Linked DNA regions of Mus musculus: region 1 is linked to region 2. Evidence: chromatin contacts called from public targeted proximity ligation data. All regions are on one chromosome and are shown on one strand. The core of a region is the stretch at or near the end of the contact, and the rest is flanking DNA. Distances in the headings are between cores, read along the strand shown. Region 1 holds the start of Rorb (RAR-related orphan receptor beta). Region 2 overlaps Trpm6 (transient receptor potential cation channel, subfamily M, member 6).

What was found.
Region 1: a targeted proximity ligation map of astrocytes shows a contact between it and region 2, with 6 times the contacts expected there. A contact is called at or near these places in 2 of 39 promoter capture datasets (cranial neural crest and stem cell-derived epiblast-like cells), 6 of 484 Hi-C or Micro-C datasets (the C2C12 cell line, adipose-derived mesenchymal stem cells, cerebral cortex and 2 more) and 5 of 130 datasets of targeted methods (astrocytes, neural progenitor cells and pancreatic cancer cells).

The regions. Positions count from the first base shown.
Region 1 is chr19:19,109,679-19,116,167 of GRCm38.p6, forward strand. It overlaps Rorb (RAR-related orphan receptor beta), which reads right to left and starts at 1,518. Exons shown (of 10, transcript NM_001043354.2): 1 at 874-1,518. The coding sequence starts at 880.
Region 2 is chr19:18,887,039-18,893,948 of GRCm38.p6, forward strand. Trpm6 (transient receptor potential cation channel, subfamily M, member 6) reads left to right here. Exons shown (of 39, transcript NM_153417.2): 38 at 1,897-2,003; 39 at 4,966-5,473. The coding sequence ends at 5,099. Among named protein-coding and RNA genes, the nearest start is that of Gm41814, 140 kb to the left of the region's middle.

The sequences.
Region 1 (6,489 bases), core at 268-2,767, 220 kb after region 2:
ACAAACTGACTCCTCATGCCCTCTGGCCAGCTGCTCAGGTAGCTCCCAGTTTTGGAGTCAGAGCAGGAGACTGAGCTCTGTCTTCCCTGAGGGCCACTTGTCCCTGAGATAGCACCAACATTGACAGTGGTGGTTCTATCCAGAAGGTGCACTTAGTATTAGCTTCTATTTTGGTCCTTTATCCCACAAAAGAGCTTGAGACCCTGTTTTCTCCGATGTGAGTAGTATGGCCTTCACTCTCCAGAACTTTCTCCTACCAACTTTTTTTTTGGGGGGGGGAGTGTTAGGGCGAGAGGGGGGTCGGCCTATCCAGAGTGAAGCAGAACGGGGAAGAGGGGACCCAAGGAAGGTCCAGACGTAAGCATCTGCTTCCCGGTTCTCGGGAGCATACCGTGTTTACTATTTCTAGAAAGAGACGCGCTTATAGACTGCTCCTGCATCTGGCAGCCTGGGCCAGTGTGATCCCCACTTATGCCAGGGAGTTCACCTATGGCTAGCGACCACGGCGGGATGCGAGCTGCCAGCCTCTTCTACCCAAAGTCACCCGACTTCCTGCTCTCTATCCCGTGTCCTGTGGCGCACCGGAGAGCGACGCGCAGAAAAGATTCAAATCCAGAACTGGGAGGCGCGATTAGCACTGTCCTGGTCTCCAAAAAATGCGCCCTTCAGCGTCCTGCCAAAATCCCCGAGCCTTCCACACCTTCCCACAACTTTCCAAGCCCAGGCCATTTGCAGTCCCACCTGCGAACCGAACTCGGGGAGCCTCGAGTAGCCAATCTCTCTTCCCTTGGGCCGAGAGCTCTCCCCTCCCCCAAAGCTCCCGGTCTAGCTAGAGTTGTCCTGCTCTGGGCGCCCGCCCGCGGGCTCGCTTACCTCGCATGATGTGGCCGCTGTCCTGCTCCGCGTAGTCATGAAGCTCCCAGCCCGAACCCCAGAGAACCCAAAAATTCCGCTCAGCACGAGGGAAGAAGGCGGTCGGCGAAGAGCTGCTCCGCTGAGAGAAGCATCCCTTTAGGCAGATGTCGTGGCCACAGGGTGACGGTGGCCGCCGCCGCTAAGCTAACAGTTTTGATGCTGTTGCTGATGACTGTTTCTGATGGCTGTTTGTTTGTTTTCAGGCAGAGTGGAAAAAAAATGTCCTAGCTGCTGGTGCCTGGGTTTTGTTTTGCTTTTGTTTGTTTGTTTGTTTCTTTTTTTCTTTCTCTCCAATGTGCTTGCTTTAAAAAAAAAAAATGCCACCGCCTCGGGGCTCGGAGATTTCTTTTGTGATCACTTAGACTGAGGAGGAGGAGGAGGGCAGCGGCAGGAGGAGGAGTTGGTGGTGGTTTTGTTAGTTACAAAGAAGAGGGAGAATTATCAAGGGGGAAAAAAAGGAAACAGAAAAGAAAGAAAGGCGGCATGGATTGCAGAGCATGTGCGTTTTCACATGACATCTGTGCCTGTTAGCGGATCCACAATGTGAATTTTCACTGTTCAGTTGCAGAGACGAAGGGAGCGAGAGAGAAAGAGGAGAGAGGTGGAGAGAGCGAGCGCAGAAGAGGCTTATACGCGAGGGCGGGTTTGGCCGGACTTCCTGGCCCCGCCTCCTGTCAGCACCATGGCCAATCAGCGTCCCGCAGCGCGTGGAGAGTCTGGGGAGGCGGGGGAGGGGACGCTCTTGGGGACAGGGGGCGGGGCTAGGGACTCTGGCGTCCCAGGATGTGCGGACCCAGACTGGGAATTAGAGAAGGTCCTATCTGAGGTCTGATCTGGGCCAAGCTTAGCGCGCCCTGGAGAGTGAGGCAGATGTGAGAGTGACGTTCACTTCTGACTCCAGTAATTAGAAAGGGACACTGGTCAGTCAGGTCTTTGGAGGGAAGAGTCTAGGCGAACCGCTGGGCTGCACTCTCATTCCCTCTTACTGCAAGAGTCCCAAAAGAGTTTTGTACACTACGACAGCGCTTTGAAGCGTCCCTGTTCCATAATGCAGGCTCCTCTGGCAGAGTGTTTACCTTGTCAGACGCTTCTGCTGTAGCGGTAGACTACAAAACCACACCCCTCTAGTTCTGTGCAGCTTCTTTTAAAGACTGTTCAAATGCTCCCCACCCCTCACTCTAACTTTAACTAACTAATGCTGAGCCTCAGGTCCTCCCTTCCTCCCCTCCTCTCTCTCCCTTCCCTTTCTCTCTTCTTCCTTTCTCAGTAGTCCCAGGTTCCTTTGCCAAGGACAAGGGTTTCTTTAGCATTTGGAAACCCTTTGACCCTGGTTGCAGGACTTAAGGACAGGCTCATTTGCCTTTTTATTTGTCACTTTAGTGACGGGACACTTGGCAGAGAGCCTAGACTAGAAGGCAAGACTGTGTGGTTCTGTTCAGTTGGTGAAGGTTTAAAGAGCAAGACTCTTGGCTAGTAGCTCCCCAGAGACACCTGCTTAGGAGAGTTTGGTACTAAAACGAAGGTCATGAGACTGCATTCTTTACAAGAAATTTGTCATCTATTGACAATTTACCTGTATTCTGAAAGAGAAAACAAAACAAAATGAAGCACAGGTATCCAAACTTGTTCTTTTTTTGGCATGGTTTCATTCTTTGTAGATGAAACAAACACACACTATAGAAGCATGGCATCGATTTCCTTCCGTGTAGTTAGGTACTGCTTGGAAACTTTGGTGAATTGAGCATCATGAGACAGGAAGTGCAAAAGTTTGCTTGATCATTTTGAAAGCACAGAGACAGGACTCCGTGTCACAGTCATTCTAAAAGTGAGCCTCCCCAACATTCTCCATACCCAAATAACTCGACTTTTTTTTTTTTTTGCCAGTATTTATTCATGCTGCTTTGGGTAATATGTAATAATATGTAATATGTTGTAGAATTTGGAGTCCTTCAGTCCTCTGTACACTGAACACCATCAACTAGTTGTCTCACCAATAAGAATTGTATTAATTCCCGAATCTTCTGTCAGTGTTTAACCAAAACAGTTCGGCTGTGGGCAGTTCCATTTGCGTGTAATTTAGGAACATGTTGTGGAGAAAGTAAAAGTCGATTGAGTCATTAATTAAATGAAATGAACAAAGGAAGTTACTATTCAGGAAAGCTATTCCTCATAAATACCTTTCTCCTAGATTTTTAATTGACACAGTAGTTAATCTTTTAAGATAATATTTAAGGCTCCCTGGTTTTTATCATTTTTAATCAAGTAAAATATATTCATCATAACTACATTAAAGCTGCAGTAAGTTATGCCTAATTTAGTTGCTTCATTAAAAATTACTGCATATAAAATAGTCAAGAAACAAATTGTGACTATATCATTTTAATTTTATGAGCTTCAAGCAGAGTCATAGGAATATTGGAAATGTAAAACCCTTTGTAAACATTGTAATTGCTATTGTTATTATTTCCTTTTTCTATTTCTTGTTAAAAGGAATTTCAAAACTCCAAAAATTTTAACTCCTGTATGTATTCTTAAGTTTCTAATAAACTACTGAATCCTTAAAGTACATTTTAATTGATAAACTATCTTTAGCCTTCGAAAAGACAGTAAACACATGTATGGAATGAACTTGCCAGTACACATTTTTATGTGGTTTTTGTTTCATTAATACAATACTACACACTTTCTGTGTAAAATATATTTCTTGATTTTTTTTCTCCAAGCATTTTAAAAAACATGTTAATTATAAATAAATACATCTCAAATTTCTAAACTCTGTACACATGGTGATACAATGTGTATCATTTTCTTTTTCCTTTGGGTATTTAGTAATTTTTATTTAGTATTCCTTTTCTATTTAGTATTTATTTTCTTATTAAAGTAACATAAACATTGATCTTTGATTATAATATGGTGATCTGGGACATTTAGGGCCCTGCTGAAAATTTTAAGTGGAGTTTTCAGTGTGTCTACAACTTTTACATTTAACTCAACTGAATGGAACTCATTTGGAGAAAAACCAAATATTCAAAATTCTAATTAAGGAAGCAAGAAATTCCTACAAACGTGTACAATACTTATATATTATATGATGGTTTTATAACATATCTGGTAACAAATGTTTATATTTATAGTGGTATTATAATAATAATTTCATCATAAAATATTCTTGTTCACATAAAATAGACTGTGAATAATTTTATTAGAATGATTATGGAACTGCATAATTATAGGCTTTATGCTCTGCTTTGGCTCCAGGCCTTGAGGACATTTTGTTGGTGTATCAATTTTGATTAATTTCAATGGTCTTTAGTCACAGGACACCTTTCTCAGTCTCAAGCATAGATGTGATTTTACTTAGGGTTGTATGTGAATCTGTTGTCTGTAATGTTGGTTGGCACTCCTCAGGTAAGGCTTGAGAATGTTAATGACTGGTTGTGTCCTAAAGGAAAAAGAGCTATGGTACAATCCAGCCTTCTAGGGTGAAGAGAGCATTTAGGATGATGGCAACCCTAAAATGCTTGAAGAAAAAAAAAGACGTAGCGGTTCTTTATATTTGGTACTTGGTTAGTCTATAAGCAGAGAGTGTTTATATAGTTAGACATTTTGGAGGGATGCTGGCAATACTGGCATCTGTACTGGGGATGAGTGAAAGATTTCTTCTACTTAGCATAGCTAAAGAGGCTGTGTCACTAGAAAGTTTATAGCAGAGATATATAGATACCTTGGAATATTATAAAGGCAAGGGAACAAAAAGAAAACTTCAAACTTGAGTCTATTGAGTATGGGAAAATCAGTACTGATGTTCAAGCTTATGAATGCACTGAAGAAATGGATGGGCAGGTCTGATGAAGATGCGTGGGCAGAGAATTCTGTTCTAGGTTGGGCATTCTCTGGAATGTCTCTAAAGAGCCTTTGGGGTTCCAGGCCTGCACTGCTCTAGCTGTGGCATCTGAGTAGTGATCTGCTTTCTACCTGGGAAGGCGACCCCTCAAGGTACAGGAGCAAGGATTTTCCTGTAGTCAAGGAGTGCTTCTGAGATGCCACAGGTCCTGGGCAATTACAGCATCCTCTCTTCCAGTGGATGCTGAGAGCAAATGGACAGAAGAATTCCTTGTATTTTAAACTCCTTAAAATTTGGGGGAAGAAAATATAAAGGTTGAGATTGCTCACATGACTATAAAAGTAAATCTACCTACTTTTATATTCATTACTAGATTTATTTTACTCACAGAATCTTATATAATCTGTTTGTATTTTCAATTCTACTTTCTTTTAAACATAGTTTGACAACTATGCACATTAAAGGAAAGAAAGCAATAGATACATACATACATATATGTATGTATATACATATGTGTATATATAATGTGTAATTTGTGCTTTATAATATATTAGGGAAGGTAGCAAGGGCTAAATAAAGCACAAATTAATCCCAATATCAAGAGTAGAAATGAAGAAGATTGGGCCCAGGGAAAGAAAAAAAATGCACAGTTTTTTTTTAAAAAGAGAGAAAAGGAGCTAGTATTTGATTTATAGGATTATTCATCTAGTTTCTATCCCTCTCAAGAGCTTGCCTGTCATGTGTTATATCACCCCACCCCAAATCCAATAAAGCAACAAAGGCTTAGAAAGCTAAGTGGACTATCAAAGAGCACAAATCTGAAAATGTTGGATCCACATTCAAAATAAGGTATGACAACTAAAATGTAAATTCTGAGAGTATGAGGAGTCATTTGATATTATCTGTTTTAGTGCTAAAAGATAGAGTTTAGAGCTTTGCTTGGCAAAAGTAAGTGGTTGAAATACAGAAGTGAATCAAGACACAGACATTTGAGCTTAGCCTTGCATAGTACAGCAGCCTCTATTCACTAAATGATAGTGAATGCAGAACGTTGAATCTTGATTTGAAAAATAAAAGGATAGGGTGGAAAATTTATCAAGCAATAATAGCCATATTTGGTTCATCACACAACTTAGAAATAAATTTGTAATAAATATTTCATATCAGAGATAGTGTCAGCCAGAATTAAGCTTGCAACAGTAATAATGAGGGGGGAAAGGACAAGTCTGATTCAGGACACATTTTGCGGATGGAAACTGATGTCTCTTGATGATTACAAGGGGCAGGGTGGTTAGAGGAGGGGGAGCAGTGAAACCACAGCTTCATGAGTCAGAATAGTAAGGAGCCTGGGAAGAATGAGCACTACCTAGGAATAAGCAAGGTGGAGAGGTTCTTCAAATAGGGAACGTTGAGATAAGCTTGAGTCTTCTGTATGTCACCCACAAAATCCAGGAGAATGTTGTATATACAGAGCTAGGGAGAGAAATTGGTTAAAGGGAAAGGGAAAACCAGAGGACATCCAAAACCAAAGCAAATGCAAACACTATGCAATTGACATGTAACTAAGCACAAAAATCAATAGAATTGCAATCTTATATGTTATATAAGACTATGTGCAGAGATAAGGTTTTCTACAGTTAGTTCTTTATGCTAAGTAAAGAAAAATATGTCTTCTTTTGTATAGAAGTCGAAAAGGAAACACTGTGACTGGCAGAAGATTCCCAAACAAA
Region 2 (6,910 bases), core at 2,068-4,567:
GTTTTGAGCATTTGATAAGTATGAGCTGGTGGTGAGATGTTCTTTAGTGACTGTGTATAGAGGGCACTAATTGGACTTTCCTTGTTTGTAGAACCAAGCTACCACCTGCTTTCCCTGTGTTGTTGAAAAAAAAAATCTAGTTGTGTTTTCTTTGCAATTTTAGTTATCTGAGATAGCAAGGCTTGGAGCATGCTGTGGAGTGTGTATGCAAATAAAATGTCCCTACATCACTCTCTCCCTGCTCTGGGAATTTTGGTCCTGATATATAAATTTTGTAGTGATTTTGGTCATTTTATTTTAACTTTCACACAGCTCATAGAGGCAAATAGCTTCCATAAATTACTTGAAGGCATTATATCTTAGTTGGGTGTCTTTATGCCTTCCTGGGATGACGGAAATGGCTGGTAGGGGATACAAACCAGTGAAAATTTCCAATGAGGTCGCACAGAGACTCCAAACAGAGTCTTCCATGCTAATGGCTGAATAAATACCTTCATCTCTCACTTTATCAGATCCGAGAGTTCTGGTCTAAATACCAAGTGAGTCTGCTTTTTTTTTTTTTTTTTGTGCCACCTTCAGTTTCACCTGACTAAGGTAGTGTCTCTCCAGCTGGACTGAAATCCAGGCATAGTTAACAAGAAGCAACTTCTACTGCAGGGTAAATACCACCAGAGCTCTGCCTTGTGAGAGCGATTGGGTGACCAGGAAAGTTAATCCCCAGTGTCTTTCCAGTCTGTCTTCCCAAGAGGCTTTCTCCACCTACAGAGAGGGAGGCAATCTGAGATCAAACTGACATCAGCCCTCATCCTGAGCTTGGCACATCTTCAGAGAGCCACTGTTCTTCGGCCAAAAGGAAGTGGAAATTGAGATAAATGTTTTAATCCTCCGGTGGAAAAAAAAGCCCACTTTTACACCATGTCCCTTTTGAAAAACCACATTCCTCAGAAGCAAAGTTTATTGTTTCCCTTTGTGATTCTCTCCTGTGCTCCCCCCCCCCGCCCCCGTCCCCTCTTAAGACGTGGTATTTAAGAGCGGTAATTGAGTTCAGATTTTAAAATGTGCTGTTTCCACTATGCTCATCATTAAAATGAAATATTAGCTTTCATCAGCTTTCTTTGGAGGCATTTCTGGTGTGCTCTGTCCTGTGTCATGCGGAGGGTCAAAGTCTAAAGAGTAATGGTTGTATGAGGAGCACGCCTAGAATCTGCTGAGGATCTTTATGTTAGAAAGTGCAAAACGTGTCTCAGAGATACCAACACTACTTGTAATTAAGTCTGCTACTTACTCTGGGCATCTGCCTTCTCTTTCCACAAACTTTTTGGCTATTAGTTGTCTTGGCTTTCCACAAAGAACCCGGTTAAAACAGTTTGTAGAGTCAAAAAGTGGCTTTTAAAAAGCCAGGAGTCTAGGTGCTCTGGTGTCTAGTGAGGTGTTTGATTTGGGGAAGAGTCATTTTTCAGAAGAGGATTTGGGTGCAGAGCAGTGCACAGGCGTCTGTTTTAGAAGGTGTGTGCTATAGCAAAGTTATTCTACCCTTTACCTTTGGGGTGTTTTAGTAGAGCGTATGATAATGAATGCCATTCTCTCACACCATATGCATTAAAAAGGGTTTCACTGTATTTTGTTTTAATGTACCACATCGAAAATTCACTCTTCTATCAGATTAGTGTTGGAATGAGTTTCACAGTAGGTCTTGGAGTTGGGTACAAAGATTTAAGTGCATTTGAATTTTAAATTTGCAAACCTAACATTGTTCCTTCCCCAAAGTGCTCTGTTCTTTGTTGGCTCCTTTAAGTGGCTAGGTTACTAAGGGATACTGTTCGCAATCTCAGAGAATCCTAGTTGGACTCCTTTTTCTCGGCTGTGATCTAATTGATATTCTGATATTTCCTCTAGATCAAGAGGGATGGTGTTTGGACCGGCCAATTTAGGGGAAGATGCAATTAGAAGCTTCATTGCAAAACATCGCTGCAACTCCTGCTGTGGGAAGCTCAGACTGCCGGGTAAGCCGCCGCGGTGACTGTTTCTTCCGAAGAACTCTCATAGAATAACAGTTATTATAACTCAGGATCGAGTCAAAATCTTAACCGCATTTTTATCTCACTAGCAGCTATTCACAAGCTTGACTTTCTGAGTGAAAAATTTCAAGTCTCAGGAGGGATTAAAAAAGGACAGGGATTTGCTTGAGGCTCTGCCAAAATGCGATAAAACAACCTGGGGCCCAAAGCTGGTCACAGTCGGCCCAGAGAAAAAACGTTCCACCTACTTAAAGGGAATGAAACAGGACGAAGGCCCCTCGCTTCCCTTCCAATGTCCTGTTTGCTTGCAGATGGCATGCCTGGAGCATTTTTATTCCGTTCCAGCTTGCCCATTGGGCACCGGAGAGGGTGTGGCTCAGAGAGAAGAAAGGCTGTCAGTTAAAGCACTGCTTTAAGCTGTAACAACCACTGCTTTATTCCCTCGTTTGTTTGTTTGTTTTACAGCAGTGGGCTTAGAACCCAGTACTCTGTCCTACTAGCCGGCACTCTACTACTGGGCTACATTCCCAGCCCCCACACCTGCCACATTAAATTTTGATCGCAGTGTGTGTGTGTGTGTGTGTGCTTGAGAAATTCTGGCTCTGCTGGAGTCTATTTGTCCTTCTCAGAAAGGATGCTTGCTGTCTGCTTAACTCTTTCCTGGGTCATAGCAACTGTTTTCTTACCCTGGAATTTGGAATTTCACATATCGAAAGGTGCAGTCCTGAGTGGGGTATTGTGGCTACACCTATAGCTGAAGATGTTGCAGAGGCAGAGGCAGGAGGCTCACCATAGTCCAGGAACTCACCTTCAGCTTGAGCAACATAGGCCATAGGCACTTTGTCTCTCCCTCCCTCCCTCCCTCCCTCCCTCCCTCCCTCCCTCCCTCCCTCCCTCCCTCCCTTCCCTCCCTCCCTTCTTTCCTCTCTTTCCTCCCCCCACCCTCTCTTTCTGAAAAAGTCATACCCTGAACTAGAAATCAGAAAAAAGATTAACTTCCACTACAACCCAGGGTGGACCTATGTACTTCCATAACAAAAATGGGCAATTTCTAATTCTGTTGAAATTGAGGGAGGCTTTTGTGAGCAAGACTTAACAAAGCAAAGGGATTAGAATTAGACTTCTGGGTCTTCTTTCCTCCATCAGTCAAAATAGAGTGTGTCATCATGCAGGGGCAGATATGGAAGAAGAATGCCAGAGGAGCAAAGAAGGAGGCTGCATTCTCCTAACTGCCCACAGTGTGAGCTCGTGGCCGATGGTCAAAGGGATCACTGTACAACACTGTGCAACACTGTGCCCTGCATTGGTCATCAGGAACCCAGGCAGGGGTTGGGGCTGGCTGAGGGATATCAGAACTCTAGGCAGGGAGGCAGGAGCTCGTGAATATCTGACTCATCCCTCAGTTGTGGCCTGGAATCCACTCAGGAATCTTCATCCTTAGGCACTGGACTCTGCCCTGTCTGACTCACTGTAGCCCGGACAGGGCAGCTTCTATGCTCAAAGACCCAGGACTGTATCTGATCATCTAGGAGCCAGGCAGGCTTGAGACATTACTCATAGGTTCCAACCTTTGGGCCTAGTTAATTGTTGAATATGGTGTAGGGTTCATGTTTGTATGTTGGCATGCCATGGTAGGCTGGAAGCCTTGTGGCTTTTCTTCCTCCACATGTGGAGTCTGGGGATGCAACTCTGGGCACAAAGCGTGACAGCAAACACGTTTAGTTTGGAGAACAGAATAAGAAGTACCTTTACTTTTTATGTTTTATTTATTTTTAAGGCAGAGGCAGGTTAAGGCAATGCATAAGAATCTGAAATCTTGGCCCAGGTAGGGTCATGTAGCCCTGTTCTGCTCTCCACTGAATACAAGGCTTTGACCTTTAACATCTTCATCTGCAAGTAAGAGATAATTGTATCTGACACAAAGTTGAGATAAGGATTTATTTTTATGTATATGATCAATAAATGTTGGCTATATTATTAAATATATGTTAGTATACATACTCATGAGTTCATTTTTTTATGTAGGAAAATCACCATTTAACATTAAAAATTAAACCAAGAAATATGAATTTTTCCTCCTGGTACCAGAGGTTAAGCTCAGGGCTTCATACATCCACCCCCAGCTACATGCTCTCACCCTGAGTGATACCCTTGATTTCCTAATGCTGGCACCCACAGTGTCTAGCCCATGAGCCCTGTTCGCTCAAGGCTAACAAAGGAGTGAAGAAGGCTGCACTCACATAACTGCCCATGATGTGAATTCACAGTGAATGGGCAAAGAGGTCAATGCACAGCACTGTGTCCTCTGGGCTGGTCATCAGGAACCCAGGAAGGGGTTAGGGCTGGGCTGAAGTCCATCAGTAAAGGAGGCAGGAGCTGGTGAATGTGTCAATCATCCCGCAGCTGCAGCCTGAAATCTGGTCATGAATCACAGCATAAAAAGATGCATGTAACATTTAATGTCATTTTTCCTATAGCCAGTCTTCCCAAAGCTTACCCCATCGGCCATGTTTTTAACTTTCCTTTGTAAGCAGAAGAGGCAAGGCTTAGGAAACATTTGATATGATCTTGAGATGGTGAAACTTTTGTAGGTAGCCACAGAGCTGCGGAGAACTTTCTTGCAACTGTTTCAACCCATCCCTCTGATCCTTCTAAAGGTTCCCATTTCGTACTGGACCTCACTTAACTTGGGCCAGTCACATCTTCTCTCCCTACTAGATGGTGGCCTGTGCCTCACACCATGACAGCATATGGAGTTAGAGTTTCACATAGTCATGGGATGCAGAGAGCCTGGGCTTAGATATGGTTGAGTGTTTGGAATCCATATGCCCAAGTCCTGGGGCAGCAGAGATTCCCTGAACCCTTTGACTAAGCCTGATGTCCAGTCCACCTGCATGAATCAATGTGATCTATGTCATCTACTGAAACTATCTTTCTTTCTTTGTAGATTTAAAAAGGAATGATTACTCCCTTTCAAGAACACACTGCAACTTGGGATTTGGGCAAACCATTGAACCAACTGAGGAGCTTCCAGAAAGAGACAAAAATAGAAGTTCCCTGGAAGATCACACACGCCTTTAAAAAGATGATGAAGGAAGACGGTGGTCCTTTAGCTCCTTCTGCCATGACTTCTATAGTGATGGACATAGACTGGCATGATCCTGACTATGTCAGAATCTCCATCACCATGACTTTACAATGTGGACCTCCCTGGAAGTGCCCTCTGAGCCTCATCTCCCACTGCCTAGAGGGCACAGTGCATAATGGAGGGGTTCTCCTGGGTATTGACTTCTGAGAAGAATGTGTGGCATGCGTTCTCATCTCCCGGTTCTGCATGAAGATGCTAGATGAGTCAGTTGGGAATACTTTCCTCTATACCTCATTGCTTCAGCTGGCCACTTGGAGTAGAATGCTGTGCACTAACGAACTAGGGAATAAATTAATTTATTTTCTCACTGCGTTTGAAGACTTTGTCCTCACTGTTATTCATGATTTCATCCAAGGGTTGTACATATACCTACCTATACATATGTGTTTTCTTCTTCCCTCTTTAGCAATGTAAGTTGTGAAAACAACAAAAACAACAGGGAAAATCCTGGGATGAGTATCTGTTGGCCAAGACTGGAGCATCCATAGCCATAAAAAGGCCATGTCCTGGTGCACTCTAGATGTATTGGAGCATTGTTATCAAATCACATGATACTTGGAATTTTTCAGTTTCTCTGATTGAAACGAAAGTAGAATCCAAACCATTTTTTTCTTACATCTTTTTATTTAAATAAGAAAACTGATGCGGGGCGGGGGGGGGGGATGTAATCCTGGAAACTATTAAGAAAGGCTTCGCTTTATTAAGCTCAGAAACACTATGGCCAGAGACCCTCACCAGTCTCTGTTCATACTTTTCCTCACAGTACTGTGTCATATCACATCTATGCTCTCCTTGGCCAGTCCTGTAGGGGAAAGATACTGAACTGCATTGCAGGTATTTTGCTCCTTCCATTGTAGAATTCTGACAACGAAGTCCTGAGAAATTTGACTTCTAGATGGGTCCTGTACCCTCCCTGTTCAAACAGAAGGCTTCGATTGGAATAAGAGAATTAGGGCAGATAAGAAGACATGTATATTCTAGCATCTTGGAGGGACAATGACGTGCACAATTCTTTTCTAGGTGCAGAGCCTTGGTCATGGGTGGGATGTGGATGTAAGAGTCTAAGGAGAAGGCGAGGTCAGGAAGTTCTTGTGCAGGAATCTAGTGTTCAGGGACTTCTTTCCAAAGGCATTTATCTATCTCTAGATTCTGAGTGGCATCTATCCTTTGCTGTCTTAGAGCTCTTTGCAGCTCTGAGGCATGAGATTAGATATAATTTGGGGGTATTCCTTACTCTGTGGCTTTGCAAATGAAATGCTGGACAATCAGGAGTTCCCAATAACCATCCAGTCAGTGCATGGTTTTGTTGTTGACTGTTGTTTTAGATGAGAGATAACACTCTGGTTTTAGAAGTGATGGTGGATGCCTTTGTCAGGTTTTCTTATGCCTCTCACTAGATGAAGCAAAAGGCACAGCTCATGGTGTGAGGTCAACAATACTTTTTAAAAGAAATAAAACAATCTTCAAATGATAGTGGATTTCATCCACTAGGTAATAAATCAGATTTACATTTTTAACCTAGAAGGAGATGACGACCAACTCTTTGAGAGCCAGTATGATTCTTTTGATGTCTCTCTGTTTTAATTTCCTAGGAAATAGCTTTTAACAACCTATACCTTGTCTATTGAATTCTTAACCAGTTCTTACCCTTATCACCATGGGTGATAACGCCCGAGTGCAGTCCTTTACTGGTGACTATTGAAATGAGATGATAACTTCCCAGAAAGTGCCTCGAAATAATCAT